Regions from separate parts of the Sus scrofa genome. Here region 2 is linked to region 1. Evidence: chromatin contacts called from public Hi-C data. All regions are on one chromosome and are shown on one strand. Each heading gives the region's core, a stretch centred on a gene start, on an enhancer-like site or on the middle of the called end of the contact. The rest is flanking DNA. Distances are from core to core; before and after follow the strand shown. Region 1 has its middle 55 kb from the start of LRRC52. Region 2 overlaps RXRG (retinoid X receptor gamma).

Evidence for each region. Hi-C and Micro-C count contacts between places; a contact is called where the count stands out from the background.
Region 2: a contact with region 1 is called in a Hi-C map of adipose tissue, with 6 times the contacts expected there. The contact joins two enhancer-like sites. A contact is called at or near these places in 1 of 5 promoter capture datasets (liver), 28 of 47 Hi-C or Micro-C datasets (adipocytes, adipose tissue, alveolar macrophages and 15 more) and 1 of 2 datasets of contacts at active chromatin or transcription factors (skeletal muscle).

The regions. Positions count from the first base shown.
Region 1 is chr4:85,147,405-85,154,447 of Sscrofa11.1, reverse strand. No RefSeq gene overlaps it. Among named protein-coding and RNA genes, the nearest start is that of LRRC52, 55 kb to the left of the region's middle. Within about 2 kb of position 3,832, at least 36 of the 83 cell types and tissues checked have an H3K27ac peak or open chromatin away from gene starts, as enhancers often do. A contact at or near this core is called in adipose tissue, where this site is marked.
Region 2 is chr4:85,349,883-85,356,925 of Sscrofa11.1, reverse strand. RXRG (retinoid X receptor gamma) reads right to left here. Exons shown (of 10, transcript NM_001130213.1): 10 at 1-274. The coding sequence ends at 127. Among named protein-coding and RNA genes, the nearest start is that of MIR9849, 19 kb to the right of the region's middle. Within about 2 kb of position 3,640, at least 13 of the 83 cell types and tissues checked have an H3K27ac peak or open chromatin away from gene starts, as enhancers often do. A contact at or near this core is called in adipose tissue, where this site is marked.

The DNA of each region.
Region 1 (7,043 bases), core at 2,583-5,082:
TTCCTAGTTGTGTGTCTTATAGGTGACTGAAATGTTCACTAATTATCCCAAAGTTTTTATCCTTCAAATTACATTAATAATAGTATCATTTATATACTAGAATCATGTGGCCTATTAGGCTTAACAAAGAACTTCACCTTCTTATATTAAAGAAAGTAGAACCATTGCTGTTTCACTCATGGTCTAGTTCAGTGACTTTAAACTGGTGGAAATCTTTTTATGAGATAGCTGTCACACCCTAAGATTAAAGCAATTCAGGCTCCAAGGTTCGTTCCAGGCTAACCAGGACTGGCTGGAACGTTTTTCCTAGCAAAAACAACCATGGAAAAAAAATGGCCTTAGAGAAATCCATAAGCCAATGAACCCCTAAAGGCCAAGTTCCTAACCAGGGGTTTAAAAAAAAACAGATTTAGAATTCCCATTGTGGTTCAACCAACTAGTATTCATGAGGATGTGGGTTCAATCCCTGGCCTCGCTCAGAGGGTTAAGGATCCAGTGTTGCCTTGAGTTGTGGTGTAGGTCGCAGACACAGTCCAGATCCCACATTGCTGTGGCTGTGTGTAGGCCGGTGGCTGTAGCTCCAATTCGACTCCTAGCCTGGGAACTTCCATATGCCGCAGATGCATCCCCAAAAAGCAGTAAATAAATAAATAAATAAATATTAAAAAAATAAAAATAAAAAAATAAACAAACAAACAAAAAAAAAAACAGGTGTAGTCAATGGCTCCCCTGGGGTGAAAAACCATTGGTCCAGACCATGTGGAGTTACCTTCTCTGCAGGACCTTCAGAACAATGGTGAACTGAGATTAGAACAAGGGTGAACACCAACATGTATGCTTCCTTCCTGCCCAAGAATTTTGAAGAACATCCTTTTGCCATGGGGATAGGCTCCATGTCCATCAAGATGCTGAGTTTCCAGACAGGAGAAGGATGGACTAATTGATTTCTCAAGTTCACCTTCAAAACCAGACTCGGGTCTTCAGCTCTCCACAGAAAGGAACACACTCCAAAGTTAAACTGAAGTAAAAAATAGCCTTGGTCTGAGATCTCCAAGGAACACATTTGAATGGTGCACAATGCAAACTCAACAGCTATCTTCTGCCAGCTCTTCTCAATTTCTCTGCTATGTGTGATATTTTCCATGGATGAGACCAGAAATGTTGGTTGTAAATGATAGTCAGATGTTTAAACAATTTTGTTGCTGAAACATGATAATTTCCAGAAGCGCCTTTTCTGTACACAGTGTCTTTCAGTAAGACCCACCACAAAGAAAATGAGTTGTACAAGAAGAATGGCAGAAGATCTGGAAATTAACCAGGAAACTGGACCGTAACATGCCTCAAACTAAACAAAAAAAAATTCATTAATAGGAAACAGGCCAGTTTTTAGGGGTCATGGAAAGAATACATACTGGGTTCTCAGCAACTGGCTATGTTTCAAAGTCAGTAACCTCCAACTTGTCAGGGTGGATTGTGGTTAATGCTGCGAAAGACATGTGCTGAAAGGTTTCTAGTTGCCCTTAAATTCCTGAATTTCTACTCAGGGTATTATACCACACATGTGCAAAACAGAAAAGTCTGGTAAAATTTAAAAGGGTCCTGCTGTAAGTAAACCCAATATATAAAATTTTAACTCATAAAATTGATACATAGAAGGTGGTCATATATATCAGGAAAGGGACACTTTAAAATATTTTATGTGAAATTTTTCTTATGGATATATTAGGTAGAATCACATGAAATTGCCAATACTTGACTGTTTTGACCAAATAAAATCAAAATCCTAGTAGTCCCATGTGGTTCAATATATACATTTCATTAACAACTTAAGGGCTAGAAACATTTAAAAAGAGAACTAGTAATGCCTACTAATTTCACATGGCAGAAGCAAAAATTCTTTTAATGCTTCTTTTTAATGCTTCTTAATTCAACGACGACAGGAAAATATTTTGTTTAGCAGGTTTTTTTGGTTTTTTTTTTTTTTTTTTTTTTTTTTTTTTGGCCTCCCCATGGCATATGGAGCTCCCAGGCCAGGGATCAGATCCAAACTGCAGTATCAACCTAAGCCACACCTGCGGCAACACCAGATCCTTAACCCACTATGCCAGGCCAGGGATGGAACCTGTGTTCCAGTGCTCACAAGAGGCCACCGATCCCGTTGTGTCACAGTGGGAGCTCCCAACATTTCAGTTTTAATCTACCTAATCTTTAAGTAGCATATCTACAGGCTGTTTTAATCTGAGTACTACAGGATGTAATCAGTGATGACTAAAAATTTTGGTAATATTTTGGTAATGACTAAAATAATAGTAATAAGCCCCATATTTATATATTTTCATGTCAAAGTAGCTTTAATTGAATTGAATCTATTAAGCCATGCCTCCAAATCCTTTGTGAAAATGAGATAAAGATGGAAAAGAGGGAGCAAAAAAGGGGAAAGATGGTCAAGTTTTGATTATCAGAATTTATCCATCCAAGTGAATATTCCTTTTCAAAGGAGTCCTCACAGGAAGCTATATGTCTACTGACTGCCAGGTGACATGACAACCTTGCTCAGAATATCTATGGAATTACTCTTGGAACTGCCTTCAAAGCCAAACGAGAAAATCAGTACATTACTTAATAGTTATATTTCTTCTTTTCCTTCTTCTTCATTTTAAATTCCAAACTGAAATCAACCAGCTATTAACCTACTCTTTCTTGGGGGTAACCTATTATTACTTTGGGGTCATTTCCTAAAATACATACGTAATTCGTCCAAACCCATAGAACAGACATCAAGAGTGGACCCTAAGGTAAACTTGGGTGATGATGATGTGTCATTATAGGTTCACCAGTTGTAGTAAGTGCACCACTCTGGTGAAGGATGTTGATAACGCAGAAACTATGTGCATGAGGTGAGAAGGTGTATGGGAAATCCAGCTCTTCAAACCTAAAACTGCTGTTAAAAATAAAATCTTACTTTTTAAAAAAGGAAAAAAAATGTATACCCACATAACAATAAAATTAAAACTATTTTGGGAGAGGGAAATTTGTCTACATTGAAGCTATCCAAGAATGCCTGGCACATGATCCCACCTTCCCTTGTCTGCTTATTCCTCCTTTTGTCCATTAGTTTCCTCCACTCCTGAGAAGAAAAAGCAGTCTGTTATCTTTAAACCAAAGCGATTAGGAATGAGACGGTGGGAAATGTCCCTTATAGTGGCCAACTCCTATCCCACTCTGAATGACTTCAGAATGTTCCTTTACTCTTTCTTACATCTGTTAGTGTATCTGAAAATCTCAGAATATGGAAAGGATTCGTGATGTAATCTCTCCATGTGAGAAGAATGCAAATGTCTAGCAAGCATATAAATAACAAGCAAGGCACATGTTTTTCTCATAGAAAAGGTAGAGAAATGAGAGAAAGGCTGACTGCCAAAGTTTTCACAGTTTACTTATTTTAAACAGTTGCATTGACCCATAGAAGTATTTCTTATGCCTCTGTCAAGGCAAGTGGATTTTTACATTGAGGTTGACACACAAAAATACTTAGGGGATAAAGAATAAAAGTGACAGAAATGAGGCATTCATTTCTAACCCATCTCTCCTGTCAATTCTGAAAGGTGTGCTCAAGAAACTGGGTTTAGTGTCCCCAGCATGCCTAGGTCTGCATGGGGCTCTGCGCTCTGCTAATCTGCAGACCCAGGTCCCAAGCTTCCGCGGTTGCTAAGGTAACGGGCCGCCTCTGGGCAGCCACTTGCTACGGGGCAGGCCCTGCCTGGGCTCCTGCCTTTCCGATTGGCCTCTATTACCTACAACGCGCGGAGAGACTGCCCAATGGGATCGGCCCTCTCGAACGGACCCTCGCAACGCACCAATCGGGCGCGGCCACACAAAGCCCGACGCTGACTGGTCGGTTCCCAGGGAGAGCGGGGCTGAGGAAATAACGCTGGAAGGAAATGTTGGTTGCTTTTTGCTCGTTTGGTGAAGTGGTCGTTAGTCACTAATGCCCAAAGTACCAGTTAAGACAGGGGCCAGGACCTTCAGTCAAGGTTCCTGTGGGCCTAGGAAAGCAGTGTCAGAGGAACCCAAAGAAATGAGAATCCCCTGGACCCGTGCTGAGTTGTGGAAAGGATCCCCGGCGGAGCCCACTCCCGCCGGTTATCACGCACCGGCAGTAATCTCTGTAGGCATCTGATCAACCCGCCAGAGGAGGTATCTGGATCACCAACCCAAGGTTTGCTTCCTGAGACAGAAAAACAGCAACAGACACGGCTCAGATCCTGCGTTGCTGTGGCTGTGGTGTAGGCTGGGGGCTACAGCGCTGATTAGACCGCTAGCCTGGGAACCTCCATATGCTGCAGGTGCGGCCCTAAAAAAAAAAAAAAAAAGTTTTCATTTCTACTCCACTGCAAGTATGAATATTAATCCTCGTGCATTGATGCAGTAGTAGAGAAGAATACATTGCTACCAAGGAGAGGCCAAGGAAATCAGTGCCCTGAGATCCATCACTGAAATTAATCATTGCTGTGGGCTCAACTCAAGTAACTTTGACTTTGACTTTCAAATGTACGTAGGGATATCAGGAGATTGAATGGGGCTCTATCCCCATTTGGAGTCCAGTATCTCCTTCCTCATAGCGCTCTGAAATTGTATAGCAAAGTGGAGAGCGCTGGCTCTCTTGAATTTTCCGACAACTTCAGTGGCAGTTGTTTGGCGTCTACTGTTTCCTGACCCTTTCTTTTCCTAATTCTGAATTTACTATGTAGAGTCCCTTTCCCAGGAACATTATAAATGCAGGGGAAAATCTCTCTTTTCCATTGCTGGTATATCAATGCTACTTGCCTTGGGTTTTGACAGTCTTCTCGCTCTGTATTAGGAAACAAGCTTTACTGTAACTAATTTTCACTCCCTTGAGCAGCTTTACTCAGTCAGTCCTCCATTTGTCCCTCAAGCATTTCTCTTGTTTCAACAGTGCTTTTTAAGAACGGGGTTCTATCCCCATTTGGAGTCCAGTATCTCCTTCCTCATAGAACTCTGAAATTGTATAGCAAAGTGGAGGGCGCTGGAGTTGAATGGGAGTGAGAGAAGGCAGAGTGTTTGGTAGGAACTGATACGGTGGCCACAAGGTGGCACAGGACGACAACCAGAGTGCTCTCTTTCTCCCAAGTGACTATGTTCAATGAGGGCTCTGTTTCTGCTGCCCTGACTCTTACATCTTAAGGTCCTGAAATGCTCTCTTTGCATCTTCTTTCTTCTTCCTCATTGCACAATCTGTGGTTCTTTTTCCCTGGTCCCTCTTTTCTTTGGAAAATTCTCCTCGATTTTCACTGTTACACTGAACATGGATTCCTTTCTCTCTCAGCTGACCCTGATGACTGGTTAACTCAGCAACTCCTCACTTCTGGAACCAAGGCTCCTCCAATATATCTCTCAGTCATATTTTCTTTTTTTCACTGAAGTATAGTTGATTTACAATGTTGCATTTGTTTCAGGTGTACGGCAAAGTGATTCAGATGTATACAGATATATAGATATTCTTTTTCAGATTCTTTTCCATCATAGGTTATTACAAAATATTGAGTATAGTTCCCTGTGCTATATACAGTTGGGTACCTATTTTATATATAGTAGTGTATATATATGTTAATTCTCCCTCCCTTTCCCCTTTGGTAACCATAAGTTTGTTTTATATGTCTGTGAGTCTCTTTCTGTTTTGTAAATAAGTTCATTTGCACATTTTTAAGGTTCTACATATAACCCATATGATATTTGTCTTAATTATTACATAGTATAATCTCTAGGTCCATCCATGTTGCTGCAAATGGCATTATTTCATTCTTTTAAATATACCCATTCCTCTGTTAATGGACATTTAGGTTGCTTCCATGTCTTGACTATTGTAAATTGTGCTGCTATGAACATTGCGGTGCGTGTATCTTTTTGAATTGAATTTTTAAACTCTCTGGATAAATATCCAGAAGTGGGATTGCAGAATCTCTTTTTAGTTTTTGAAGGAACTTCATACAGTTCTTCACTGGCTGCACCAATTTATATATCTACCAACAGAGTAGGAGGGTTCCTTTTTCTCCATACCCTCTCCAGGATATATTATTTGTAGACTTTCTGAGGATGGCTATTCTGTGTGTGAAGTAATACCTCACTGCAGTTTTTATTTGCATTTCTCTAATAATTAGTGAATAATTAGTGAAGTTAAGCATATTTTCATGGGCCTGTTAGCCATCTGTAAGTCTTCTTTGGAGAAACTGACTGTTTAGATCTTCTGACCATTTCTTGATTGGATTGTTTTTGTTTTTGTTTTTTGATATTGTGTGAACTGTTTATGTATTTTATAGATTAATCCCTTGTCAGTCACATTGTTTGCAAATATTTTCTTCCATTCCATGAGTTGTCTTTTCATTTTGCTTATGGTTTCTATTGCAATGGAAAAGCTTTAACTAGGTCCTATTTATTGATTTTTGTTTTCATTCCCATTATTCTAAGAGACAGATCCAAAAAGATACTGTGATTTATGTCAAAGAGTGTTCTGTCTCTGTTTTATCCCAGGAGTTTTAGAGTAGCCAGCCTTATATCTAGGTCTTTAATCCATTTCGAGTTTATTTTGGTGTATGGTGTAGGAGAATGTTCTAATTTCATTCTTTTGCATGTAGCTGTCCAACTTCCCAGCACCACTTATTGACAGAGACTGTCTTTTCTCCACTGTATATTTTTGCCTCCTTTGCTGTAGATTAATTGACCATAGGTGCATGGGTTTATTTCTGGGCTTTCTATCTTTTTCCCTTGATCTATATTTCTGGGTTTGTGCAAGTAACATACTGTTTTGATGACTGTAGCTTTGTAGTGTAGTCTGAAGTCAGGGAGCCTGATTCTTCCAGCTCCATTTTTCTTTCTCAGTATTGCTTTGGCTATTTAGTCTTGTGTGTTTCCATGCAAATTTAAAAATTTTTTGTTCTAATTCTGTGAAAAATGCCATTGGGAATTTGATAAGGATTGTATTGAATCTGTACATTGCCTTGGCTAGTATAGTCATTTTAACAATG
Region 2 (7,043 bases), core at 2,391-4,890, 200 kb before region 1:
TTATAAGCATCACGTTTGGGGAATGGGAAGGGGTCAGGGTGGGAGGTGGAGGAACGTGTGCAGGATGGGGGTCCACACACACCTGCCCAGGCTGGTCCTCTGTGGGGAGGCTGTGGCTGGTGGGGCTCAGGTGATCTGCAGCGGGGTCTCCAACATCTCCATGAGGAAGGTGTCAATGGGCGTGTCCCCGATGAGCTTGAAGAAGAAAAGGTGCTCCAGGCACTTCAAGCCGATGGAGCGCAGGGCTGGGAGGCGCAGCAGCAGCTTGGCAAACCTGCAGGGAAGCAGGAGACATTAGGAAGGGGAGCGGGGTGGCATGCATAGGGCAGCTGCCTGCAGGATCCTTTGGTCTTCTTGATCAATCTCTGATTAGAAGAAAGAGCCTCAAAGCGGAAACTAAGACAGCTGGAACATCTCTAATCCTGGGAAGCTTCAGAAATAGGCTAGAGGTCTTTTTCAGTTTCCTAAAGGTAGAAGGTGGGTGCTGCGAGCTCTTGGGAAGCTCTTGAATTCTGCGGCCGTGTCCCGGAATTGCCCTCTGCACTTCCATTCGTGGTCGGTGAGAGGAAGCCTGCTTATGTTGACTTGCATCTCCCACCCTAACCAGCTGGTGTTCCTTTCATGCCCTGTGCCCAAGGGCTCCTGGGCAGATGTGCTGAAGCCCTTAGAATAGAGCACACTGCACAGCAGATGCGAAGACTCCACAGATGTATCCACTGGACGAAGGTCTTCATGCACCATGCCCCAGGCACTGCAGGAGGTTCTGGGGTCCAGGACCAGCCCCCGATTTTGAACCAGCAGTTCTCATCTCCTTGCCTCCTTGCCACACCATGCTTTCCTCACACCACAGACACTTTTTTTTTTTTTTTTTGCTTTTTTAAGGCCACACCTGCAGCATATGGAAGTTCCCAGGCTAGGGGTCGAATCAGAGCTACTGCTGCCGGCAACAGCCACAGCCGGAGCAACACAGGATCCAAGCTGCATCTGCGAGCTACACCACAGCTCAGGACAACGCCAGTTCTTTAACCCACTGAGCAAGGCCAGGGATCAAACCCGCAACCTCATAGTTACTAGTCGGATTCATTACTGCTGAACACCAACAGGAACTCCACAGGAACACTTGTTTTAAGCAATGAGACCTCACTGTGTCTCAGTTACCACATTTCTGTGGCCAGTTTATAACCATTTTGTACACCAGCTTCTTAGTCTGTGCTTACCTTCATTTTTAAATTCTATTTATTTAGTTTTTTGCCTGAGAAGTGTGACTTTATTTTTTTTTAATTTTATTGAAATAGAGTTGATTTATAATCTTGTGTTAGTTTCAGGTGTACAGTGAAGTGATTCGGTTATACATACATATGTGCATTTATACATATTCATTTTTAGATTCTTTTCCGTTATAGTTTATTACACGATGTTAAGTAGAGTTCTCTGTGCTGTACAGTAGGACCTTGTTTACCTCTTTTATATGTAGTAGTGTGTATTCGTTAATCACAACCTCCTAATTTATCCCTCCTCCTCCTTTCCCCTTTGGTAACCATAAGTTTGTTTTCTATGTCTGACGATCTATTTCTGTTTTGTAAATAGGTACATTTGTATGCTTTTTTTTAGATTCCACATGTTAAGTGATAGCATATGATATTTGTCTTTCTCTGTCTGACTTACTTTACTTAATAGGATACTCTCTAGCCACTATGGCGAACAGTATGGAGGTTCCTTAAAAAAAAAAAAAAAAGAAAAAAAAAAGAAAAGAAAAGAAAATCGAACCACCATATGATCCACTCCTGGGCATATGTCTGAAGAAAACTCTAATCTGAAAAGACATATACACCCCAGTGTTCACGGAAGCTCTATTTACAATAGCCAAGACATGGAAACAACCTAAACGTCCATTGACAGCTGAACGGATAAAGATGTGGTACATGTATGCAATGGAATACTACTCAACCATAAAAAATGAAATAACACTATTTGCAGCAGCATGGATGTTCTTACCTTTAAATTATACCAGTCTCCATTCCTGAGGTGCCCACAATCTGTTTGGGAAGATAATACCAACACACGAGTGCATGCACACACACTCACACATGCCTCCCACACATGTGTACACACAAGCCTCACCACTCTCACATATACACACACATGCACACAGTTCACTTACACGCTTACCACCCTCACACATGAGCTTGCACATGTTCACACATGTATGTTTTACACACACATTCTTCTCTATTCTCTCCCGCTCTCTCTCTCTCTGTCTTTTTTTTTTAGGGCCGAACCTGCAGCATATGGAAGTTTCCAGGCCAGGGGTCGAATTGGAGCTGCAGCTGCTGGCCTACACCACTACCACAGCAATGCAGGATCTGAGCCGTGTCTATGACCTATATCACAGCTCACAACCAGGCTGGATCCTTAACCCCTGAGTGAAGCGGAGATCAAACCTGAATCCTCGTGGATGCTAGTCAGGTTCATTACTGCTGAGTCACTCCCCTCCTCCATTCTCACCTGCCCTCCCACACTCTCACATACATGCATGTGTATACACACTCTTCTATAACTAAGGACCTTAGCTGTGAGACTCACCAAAGGGAGAGAGACTCGTGTGTGAAGGAATCAGCTTCACACCTACACTCAGGCACCTCGATCTGCCACATTTCCAACCTGTTTCTCTGATCCTTCTTCTCTCAAAATCCTTTTTGCCAATGAAGATCATTTTTAATGTTATTCATGATAATGACTGGAAATCAAACAACTGTACTCACAACTTCCAATAAGAAGTACAAAAGCCGAAATCCTGCTAGTTACTAAGGCCTTAAACCAGCAACTCCCCGTGGGGCTGGATCTTCATTGGATGTCATGACATTATTTCATGCAAAGTTTTCAGATTGGACTTTTAATACCCCTTGAGAATGGGTATAGGTCTATATTCACACTGCACCAAGGTTTAAAGAAATGTGACAAAAAGAAAGAAAGAAAGAAAGAAAGAAAGAAAGAAAGAAAGAAAGAAAGAAAGAAAGAGAAAGAGGCACCACCTCAAAAGGTAAGAATTACTTCCTTACGTGGAAAAATTAAAGGTCTATACCAAAGCCAACACAAACCTTCAAAAATGTTAATGTAAACCTCTGAGTGCATCTGAATAGTATCACTGTGCAGGGAAGAGGCTGTTAGATAAAGAATCAGGAGACTGAACTCCTAATCGTGACTCTGCTGTGAGAGTTTTATAGACTTAGGCAAAGGAAATGGCTTCTCTGTAAAGTGAGAAGTTTGGCCGAGATGAGCTCCAAGGGTGAATTTTTTTCACTCCAGAAAGGCCAAAGTTTTACAACGTGTAAAAAGCTAACCATGCTCTAACACCACTCTTTGCTGGCCTTCCCGGGTTTAGAAGCTGAGGTCAGGACTATAAACACACCCACTAATAGTCAGAGCTGCTACATTCCTCATTCACAGGGTTGGCAGCGAGGGGGACTCGAAGCCTGTGAAAGCACCTGTTCTGCCCGCCCCCCGGCCGGGAGAGAAGGTTGTCGCAAGCTCCGCCCCCTCCTGGGTTTGATCTCTGCTTTTTTGACTGGAGGAAGCAGCACTCACTCACCCCGGAGGTGCACTTCTGAAAAGTCTCCACGGAGGGGCAGCCCTTCACCACTGAGAAAATGGCCTTGGCGGGCCCTTTGTGCCTGCAACTCCTTTAACCACTTTCTGCAAACCAGAGATGACCACCTTCGGCACACTTGCCTGCCTGGTTGAGCCAGGTGACATCCCTGAGGGACCTGCTCAACCTCAGGGTGGTCACCCTCTGTCCAGGCTGTACTGGACACACCTAGGAGTCATGCAGAGGCCAGTCTCTGCAGCCCTCCCTGAACTTCCAGGCTCTGCCTGAGGCCAGGCAACAAGTGTTGGCATCTCTCCCTAATGCCTGGAGGCAGCCCAGACCCCTGGCAGCCGCCTTCCTGGGAAAACAGACAAGTTCCACAGTCTTTAAAGTGATATTCATTAGAAACAATCTAAATATCAACCACGGGGCAATGACTAAATGCATTAGGATTCCTCCACCCTGTGAAATACTACGCGATCTTTGAAAACAAGCATTTTATACTTTTCAACATCTGATAAAATGCCTAAAATAGCTAACAGAGGGAAAAAATACACCAACCTGTATGGCTTCATATCTATAAATACATATTTCTATGTATACATACATTGGTACTTAAAGGTACTATAAAGAAATATACCTCCAAAATTTACAATTAATTTTTATTACTCATTTTATTTTTTAAAAAATATTTTCCTTATTTCCTGCCAAAGCATGCTTGGCTTTTACAATGAGAAAAAAAAAAAGAGAGAGTTTTGTTTCTTTAAGAGATAAACAGCAGTACCTAGAGCCAGTTTCAGGAAAAAGATGAGTATGAGCCTTCTTAGCCCTAATGCCTGGCACACAATATGTGCACACACAAAGAACAGGTGTAAACTATCCTTACAGCTGGGAGACTCGGTGGATATCATCCAGCACAGGGCTTGGGGTCAGCTCCCATTGGCCAGAGGCTGAGCTGATGCTGGTGGCCTGGCCCTGCAGGTTAGGTAAAGCTCTTTCAATCCCTCCCACTACAGCTGGAGGAGAGACTGCCGGTGTCCACCAAAACCCATTCTCCCCTTCTTCCTTGGCATCCAGCAGCATACATTCTCCAGTCTCCTTTGCAGCTGGCTGGCTGGTCCACATGACCAAGTCTTAGCCAATGGAGGAGACTCAAGGGAGGGGGCCCTTTCCAGATCTAGGTGCTGCCCATATAATCTCACCTCCATGCCCCCAGCTTCCCTTCCATCATCAGGATGCAAAACACAATGTGGCTGGGGACGTGGTGGAACCACAAGAAGGAAGGAGGCTGGTCCCTGAGTGATGGTGTGGAAGAGAGTCACTGCTCTAGATTGATGACCCAGGACTGATTTGTGAGAACGAAAGAAACCTGTGGTGTGTTAACTACTGACACTGGGAAGCTGTTGTCACAACTTCCTCTCCCTACCACACAAGGCCTGAACATTTATCGTACCAAGGGGCTGAACCCCATTCACTCAGATGTAGTCATTGCCTCTGATAAAAAACAGAGCTTCTGGCCAATGGATAGATAGCGGCTTATGGTCCAGGAAAAATGGGCTAGTGGAAATTAGACTTCATGGAGGGATAAAAATCATCAATGAGAATAGGGAGCATATATAATTCTAAAAACAAACGGTAGTTCTGTTTTTAGTTTTCTGAGGAACAATCCCACTCTTGGGCATCTATCCAGAGAAAACCACAACTCACAAAGACACATGTACTCCAATGTTCATTTCAGCACTATTTGCAATAGCCAAGACATGGAAACAACCTAAATGTCCAACGACAGAGGAGTGGATCAAGAAGATGTGGAACATATACACAATGGAATATTACTCAGCCATTAAAATAAACGAAATACCAGCATTTTTTGCAACATGGATGGACCTAGAAACTATCATCTAAGTGAAGTCAGCCATACAATGAGACACCAACATCAAATGCTTTCACTGACATGTGGAATCTGAAAAAAGGACAGACTGAACTTCTTTGCAGAACAGATGCCAACTCACAGACATTGAAAAACTTATGGTCTCTGGAGGAGACAGTTTGAGGGGTGGGGGGATGTGCTTGGGTTATGGGATGGAAATCCTGTGAAATCAGATTGTTATGATCATTATACAACTACAGATGTGATAAATTCATTTGAGTAATAAAAAAGACACACACACACAAAAATAAAAAAAATAAAAACAAACTAATGCCTTTAAAGCAGTTTTTTTTTTTTGCAAGTTTCATATCAGTTTTCTGTGAAATTTAAGGATCATATTCTCTCTTTCTCTTTTTTTTTTTTTTTTTTTTAGGGCCACACCCATGGCATATGGAAGTTCCCAGGCTAGGGGTCAAATCGGAGCTGCAACTGCTGCCCTATTCCATAGCCACAGCAAGTGGGATCCACGCTACATCTGAGACCTACACCACAGCTCACAGCAATGCTGGGTCCTTAACCCACTGATGGAGGCCAGGGATTGAACCCAAGTCCTCATGGGTTCTAGCTGGGTTTGTTATTGCTGGGCCACAATGGGAACTCCCATATTCTCTCTTTTTAACTAGCATTAGTAGAAAATGAAAGCTTTTATTTAGCCCTGCTTTGGGGAAAACATTTGAGGGTTGCTTTTTTTTTTTTTTATATTGACTGAGGAAAACTGGTAGATGGCCTCAGACATCCTCTGACCAATGTCTTCTTTTTCAGATAAGGAGCCCAGACCTAGCACTTTGCCAGAGGCTCTGCAGATGGCACCCTCAGGGCCAGTGGTCACTTCTTCCGGTGACCAAAGCCTGTATTTCTATTGCAGGAGGGCTTGCATGGGGACAAAGCAGAAAGCAATGCAGTCACACTAAAAAAGTACAAGCTCTTTGAGATCTAGTAAGCTTGGATTCACATCTCAATCCGTGTACCAGCTCTGTGACTCTGGGCAAGCTCCTTACCTTTTCTGAGCTTTGGCGCCTCTTCAAAAACTAGGGATAAGGATTCCCACAGTCATTTGGTCATTTGCATGTTCACTCCACATTTAAAGACGAATACTATTTGTTTTTGATTTGGGTTTTTTTTTTTTTTTTCTTTTTTCTTTTTAGGAATACATGTGCTGCATACAGAAGTTCCCAGGCTAGGGGTCGAATTAGAGCTACAGCTGCTAACCTACACTACAACTCATAGCAACACCAGATCCTTAGCCGACTGGGCAAGGCCAGGGATCAAATCTGCATCCTCATGGTTACTAGTCGGGTCCATGGTAACGAACCACAACAGGAACTCCCGTGATGAATACTATTTGTTAATTGCAGGTGCCAGAGTGGTGAACTGTAGGTGAGCCAGAGAGACAAGACCTCTAGTTTCACAAAGCCAACTGTTTGAGTAGCTTTGAACTTGTTGTGAAGATTAAATGACATCTGAAAAAACCTAGGCCACATCTGCCTAGTCACCATTCATTCAGGCAAATCAGACCCGCTACTGCTG